2 separate regions of the Mus musculus genome follow, and region 2 is linked to region 1. Evidence: chromatin contacts called from public promoter capture Hi-C data. All regions are on one chromosome and are shown on one strand. The core of a region is the stretch at or near the end of the contact, and the rest is flanking DNA. Distances in the headings are between cores, read along the strand shown. Region 1 holds the start of Srek1 (splicing regulatory glutamine/lysine-rich protein 1). Region 2 holds the start of Ipo11 (importin 11).

Region 1 (3,116 bases), core at 444-2,943:
CACAAAATGTCAACATCATTAGATTCTTAAGTGAGGAAGGGGCCTTTTCTAGACTGGAGATAACCAAGTATCATGGTATTCTCCGAACACATACAAGATAAAAGGGGGAGGGGAGCACTATTAAAACATTGAATATCTTCCTCTTTTCTTATCTTTTGTTTTGTTTTTTGAGACAGTTTCTCTCACCCAGAAAGCACTGGCCACCAGGGTGGGCTTGAACTCAAGAGATCCCTGGCTCTGCCTTCTAGAGTGCTGGGATTAAGGCGCCTGGCAACGCGCCCAGCTAGAATAAATGAAAATTTAATAATCACCTGCACCAAGTGAAAAGAATACTGATAGGCAGTCACTGTTTTATTTCAACTTTTTTGAATGCATAACATTAAATAGTCACATCCGTAAGAAATCAATTTGTAGCCATTCTGCTACTTACAGAGAGTAGAGAGATATATTGTTCTGTGTGCATGACTATGAAATAAGCCAAAATCTTTTCCCAAAAAAATCGTGGACAACTTTTCCTTCAAATAATTTTAGCATAAAGAACAAAATACCGTGGCCCTTAGTATTTTCTTAAAGTTTATGAGTGTGAGAATGTTACGAACGGTAAAACCATTACAAGTTATCCGATTAGTGAATACTGCATAAGGGAAATTTACCACTTCAAGTACACTGCCTAAGAAGCGAGCGCTGGATTTTAAACACATGTACACAGTAGTGATAATTCTGCACCGATTTATACTTTTTGAAACGTCTGAGCCAGCGTGACCTTCTTGGAGAAGGAAAATTCAGGCTGTTGCCAAAAGGAGAGATTGACGTGATCTTTAAGATCGTGAATATGGGCTCGGTTAGAAAAACCAAAACGATGGTAAATGTCTAAGATCACCCCGGAGAACAAAAACAGCCCCGATTCCATGTTGTCATCCGCTCGCTCCCTCAGCAGCGCTAGCAGCCTGACATTAAGACCTAGAGGTCCGGGCGTTGGCGTTGCTGGCGTTCTCCACGATTCTCCCAGTGCAAAAAAAAAAAAAAAAAAAAGAAACGTTATAGGCATTTGCCATGAGGACTGTCGCCGGCCCACCTGCGGCCATCTTAAGTTCGGGGGAAACCAAAGGCCCGGGGCACCCAACTCGAAGGCCGGGCATCAACCACAGTCCCGGAGGCTCGAGAGAGGAAGGCACCCCTAAGTCCTCTGCAGGAACCCCGCGTGGAGCTCAATTAACAAAACCTCACCGCGGAGAGGCCCCGCGGCCGGCCGGGTGCCCTCATCAAACATGGCCGCCTAGGGAAGCGCGCCGTCACGTGACGCCCGCGCTCGCCCCGTGCCTCCCTCGGCGCCCGAGGTCTGGATGGCGGCGCGCCCCTCCCCCCGCCGGGCTCCAGCACTCACTCTGGGGGGTAGAGCCGTAGCTCCTCGATTTCTCCTAGGAAGGAAAAGAGCGTCCTCATCTGCTCGCTGGTCACCGCCGACGAGAGGTTCGTCACCTGAATCACCGTCGTAGGGAAGAGGCCGAAGCCTAAGCCCAAGCCGAAGCCGCCGCCGCTGTTCATCCCGGCCTCGCTGCTGCTGCCTTCCCGCTCCCCAACGTCCACGACGCGTCAGCGACGGAGCCTGGGAAGCAGAGGCGCGCGGCCGCGAGCGCGCTCCCGAGAGCTAATCCTCCGCGCCCGGGCACGTCTAGCCGCCCATCGCGCAACTCTCCTGCTCCGGGGGCTGCGCGCGCCGGCCGGAAGCGTCGCCCTGGCAACGCGGCGGCTCCCCGCGGGTCCTGGCGGCCGCAGCCCTGGGGTCAGGTCGCCGGGACTGTTGCTAGGCGTCACTAGGTCTTCAGAGAGGTTTACCTGCTGCTGCAGTGAGGGTTGCGGAGGTTGTGCCTACAAACTCCATCACTTCTCGATGCTTCTGTCAGTTAAGCAGCTCGGCTCTTTCTCCACATCAGGCGGAGGAACCCAGAGGCCTGGGCTGCAGTGGTAAAGGGACAATGACATCTGGACATTATACATTAATACCTGACCAAACAATAGCTTCATTATTAAATACAGGCTGCAACCCCGCTTAACCTATTTTCAAAATTGGCAGGCACCCTGATTATGAGAATTCTTGGAAATTTTCACACCAATTATGGAGGTTAGGGTAAATGAGTGAATGAAAGGCTTTGCTGTCAATTTATAACATGCAATTTATTTACTAGCGGGCCCTAATATCTATACTTTTAGACAAAGGCAGGTAAAAGACACAAACTGTCTACATGCAACTTGCACCTTAATACTGCGCAATCATTTTCAACCAGAGCAGCTATATCCAAAGTTCATGGTTCAAGTCCATTCCTGTGGGCCCACAATATAAAAACTTATTGGGGTCCTGGAGTTGCTCTACAAAGCACACAAACATCAAACTCAGTTAAACAGGGATGGTTTATATAACTCACACCACAAGCCTGATGGACCAGGGCAACAGCTCAAAAAGCTGAGCGCTGGATATTTCTTAATGGCCATCTTCTAAAGGTTAAAACCGCTCAAACCACAGTGGGCTCCAATGCAGGTGCTGGAAGGGCTGCCTGGTAGTCAGCCCTCACTCAAGCCATTTTAGACGTGACAGTTTATATTGACCTTTAATTTGATGGGTCCTACATGAAGCCTACAGTTGTGGAATTTCTTAAGATTAACAAACCTCATAACACACAGAACAGAACAGGGTATGTGATCAGCATGACTCTGTTCTGAGTCAAGTTATTTTTCTGTGTCAATGACTGGCAGGCACACTACAGCAACATATGAAGTAGCTAGCAGACATGGAACGAAATGGCTACAGCTATGCTGGGGGAGGGAGACCCCAACACATGTACTAATTATTAAGACTTTGTTGCCACAGGGCGGTGGTGGTGCAAGCCTTTGATCCCAGCACTTGGGAGGCAGAGGCAGGTGGATTTCTGAGTTCGAGGCCAGCCTGGTCTACAGAGTGAGTTTCAGGACAGCCAGGGCTACACAGAGAAACCCTGTCTCAAAAAAACAAAAGAAGAAAAACAAAAACAAAAAGACTTTGTTGCTCTTTTCACCTTTGTTCTGATGGTCTTAAAGCAACAGTAGAAATGAGGGTGTAGTTACATTGGTAAATGTTTGCC
Region 2 (3,116 bases), core at 461-2,960, 3.2 Mb after region 1:
CTCGAAAAACCAAAAAAAAACAAAAAACAAAAAAAACAAAGATTTAGCTTTTAAAAGATAAATCAAAAAAAAACAAAAAACAAAAACAAAAATAATTAAACATTACCTTTGCCTAAAAATGGATATCTGTATTCTTGAGAAACATCTTCAGTATATCTTATATCCAAATACTACAAGTACTATTCTGCCTTCTAGCTTGGTGCTGAATGTAAATACATTTCATAATATCACAAAATCTAAAGACTTGTTTAATTACCAAATAACTGTTGCACACTGCTTTGGAACCTCCATCCATATTACTACAACCAAATTCCTTTGAGAATTCTCTTTTGGCTTTAAGAAGTGTAATCAAGGCAAAAAAAAATGCCCTCCTGCCCTATAGCTATTACACATGTCCACAAAATAAATTAAAATGTTTATGCTAGACACCATCAGAACACCCAAAGAAGAAGAAAAAAGTCTGCAATCCTACCACCAGCAGGAAAAAAAAATTCTAATTCTACCAAAATTTTCCTCTGTGTGGAACAAAGATGTGGGGAAAGCTATCAAGCCATGTAGGTAATGATGTAAAGAAAGCTATCAAGCTCATATAATGAAGTCATTCTGCCCTTAACCAAAGAACAAAATTCTGAAATAATGTGGAAATGGAAGAGAAAAATCTCAGTCCACGAGAGGTTAAAATATATGGTTGCCAACTGCTCTTCCTTGCTTCCTTCTATACAACAAGCATATCTTAAAGGCATTATCGCATGTAACAGAGCTCCTGTAACGTGTGGAGAAGAGGTGTGCCAACTACAACCTTGGCACCAGAAGCCAGATTACCGGTCTTTGCTATGTACGCAAAAAAAAAAAAAAAAAAAAAAAAAAAAAATCACTCTGCTGTAAGATTCTCACGTTGACCACGCAATAAGAGAATTAAGGGGAAAAGAGCAAATGCTATGGGCCTCGAAATAATTTTGCTGAATCACAAATATTCCCAAATGTAAAGCTGCAGGAGTCGCTGAGCCTGTGCACTGGCGGCCATACCTCAGCATGAATCTCCTCTCGGAGAATTGATGTTGAAGTCCCTTCACTTTTTCCTTAAAGGTGAAGGAACGATCGGAATGCTTAAAGCTTTCCAAAGCACAGCTTCCACGGCAAGGTCGCGTGTGCAGCTAACTCCACACACCGGTCTTGGGAAGGGGAACACGTTTCCCTCGTGCTGTGCAGCCCAAAGCCTCCAAGGACAAATACAGCCCCCTGGCCGGCGACAGGGGACACAATAGGTACCCTCGCCTTTGCTCAGCCTGTCACTCAGACCCTGCCACGCCGCACCGTGGACCCAGCACCCAGAGGCTTCCCACAGCCCGGGAGCCCGTGCTCGCCCGGGCTACACCAGAGCCGCGAGGGCCCACGGCCACGCCGCACAGCTCCGCGGGACCCCGCGTTCCGCCCTCGGCGCGGGGTCTCTCGCTGCCCAGCCCACTCCTCCCTTCCTTCCTTCCATCCGCGCGGCTCGCGGCCGGGCCTCACCGCGTGCTTCGGTCCGGAACCGCCCGGCCCGCCCCTTTCCACTTGTCCACACGAAGCGGCGTTGGTTGCTTCCTCGTCCCCCACGCTCCTAGTCCACACGCTGCCGCCTACTGATGCCGAAAACGGCTTCTAGGAACGCGCCATGTTCCGCGTCGCCACTCCAAACGACGAGGGCGCGCTAAAATTACGTCACAGGTTCCCAGAGCGCCGAGAGGCCGAGGAGGGAGGCCATAGGACGGCGGAGGGAAGGGGAGGGAGGAACTCGAGTTCGAACCCGAAGGCGCGCGGCAGCCAATAGGGTTGTGTGCGCTTGCGTGGTACCCGGAGCAAGGCGCCGGCTTAGGGGCCCCTGTAACTATGGAAACCGTAGGTCCGGAGAAAATCGATAGTCTCCTGCGCTGATCGAAGCCTAAGTCAAAACCATTCATTGCATCTTCACTATTCTGTCAGCTACTTGGTTTAGGAGTCTGTCACGGCAGAAGAGGGTCATCAAAAGAATCCCATTGATGAACTCTGCCACCATAGGTATTTGGATGAGCATTGTTGGTTTTGGTTTTTTTTTTTTTTTTTGGGGGGTGGGGGTTAGAGTTCTGCTGGTTTTTGTTTTGTTTTTTGTTCTTGTTTTTTCGAGACAGGGTTTCTCTGTATAGCCCTGGCTGTCCTGGAACTCACTTTGTAGCCCAGGCTGACCTCGAACTCAGAAATCCGCCTGCCTCTGCCTCCCGAGTGCTGGGATTAAAGGTGTGTGCCACCACGCCCCGCTAGAGTTCTGCTGTTTAATCAGGGTCTCAGGACCCCAGGCTGGCATCGCTGAGGATGACCTTCAAATTCCGACGCCGCCACTTCTCAAGTGTTAGGGTTACATGCATATAGTCTCTGTTGGGAAGGTTTAGGAGTGCCCAGTCATTGAGTTAACCAAAGGCATTTCAAAAATAAGCTAATGTGTGTGTGGCTTTCATTCCAGAATCCAAAGAGTTCCTGGAGAGTGGGTGGAAGTGCGTGATCCTCTGGGAGCACAAAGTGGTGTAGCACAAACTCACAGCTACATGGTTGGTCTAAAATGTATCCACATTCCCGTTGATGCTAATGTTGCCAACCACCCAGAGGATGTGTCCAATGGTAGAGAGACAAGCGATAGTTAGTGTGGGAAGAAAGAATTAAGTAGTTATTAAAAAGAGAAATTTTGAAAAATAGAACTCTTTTATTGGAGTCATAGGTCTTTTGTAAATCTTAGGAAATGTTTAATTTTAAAAAATGAGCATACGCAGGCCGGGCATGGTGGCACATGCCTTTAATCCCAGCACTTGGGAGGCAGAGGCAGGCGAATTTCTGAGTTCAAGGCCAGCCTGGTCTATAGAGTGAGTTCCAGGACAGCCAGGACTACACAGAGAAACCCTGCCTCAAAAAAAAAAAAAAAAAAAAAAAAAAAACACACAACAACAACAACAAAAGCATACACAAAGTGTGTCTAGAATACTAGGACCCCAAATTAGGATGTATTCAGAAGTACTAATTTTGACTAGTATTGAATGGAAGATGCAGGTGCATATTGTTGACAAAACAAATATTTACAGCTAGATGAATAACCCTCAATCCACTGTACT

Evidence for each region. Promoter capture Hi-C pulls out the DNA fragments that hold promoters and counts their contacts.
Region 2: a promoter capture Hi-C map of liver shows a contact between it and region 1, with 3 times the contacts expected there. The contact joins the promoter of Ipo11 here to the promoter of Srek1 in region 1. A contact is called at or near these places in 4 of 39 promoter capture datasets (cranial neural crest, frontonasal cranial neural crest, liver and 1 more).

What each region holds. Positions count from the first base shown.
Region 1 is chr13:103,772,915-103,776,030 of GRCm38.p6, forward strand. It overlaps Srek1 (splicing regulatory glutamine/lysine-rich protein 1), which reads right to left and starts at 1,694. Exons shown (of 12, transcript NM_001361085.1): 1 at 1,385-1,694. The coding sequence starts at 1,545. It overlaps Gm52054 (a long non-coding RNA gene), which reads left to right and starts at 1,703. Exons shown (of 4, transcript XR_003950659.1): 1 at 1,703-2,122.
Region 2 is chr13:106,935,248-106,938,363 of GRCm38.p6, forward strand. It overlaps Ipo11 (importin 11), which reads right to left and starts at 1,711. Exons shown (of 30, transcript NM_029665.4): 1 at 1,513-1,711.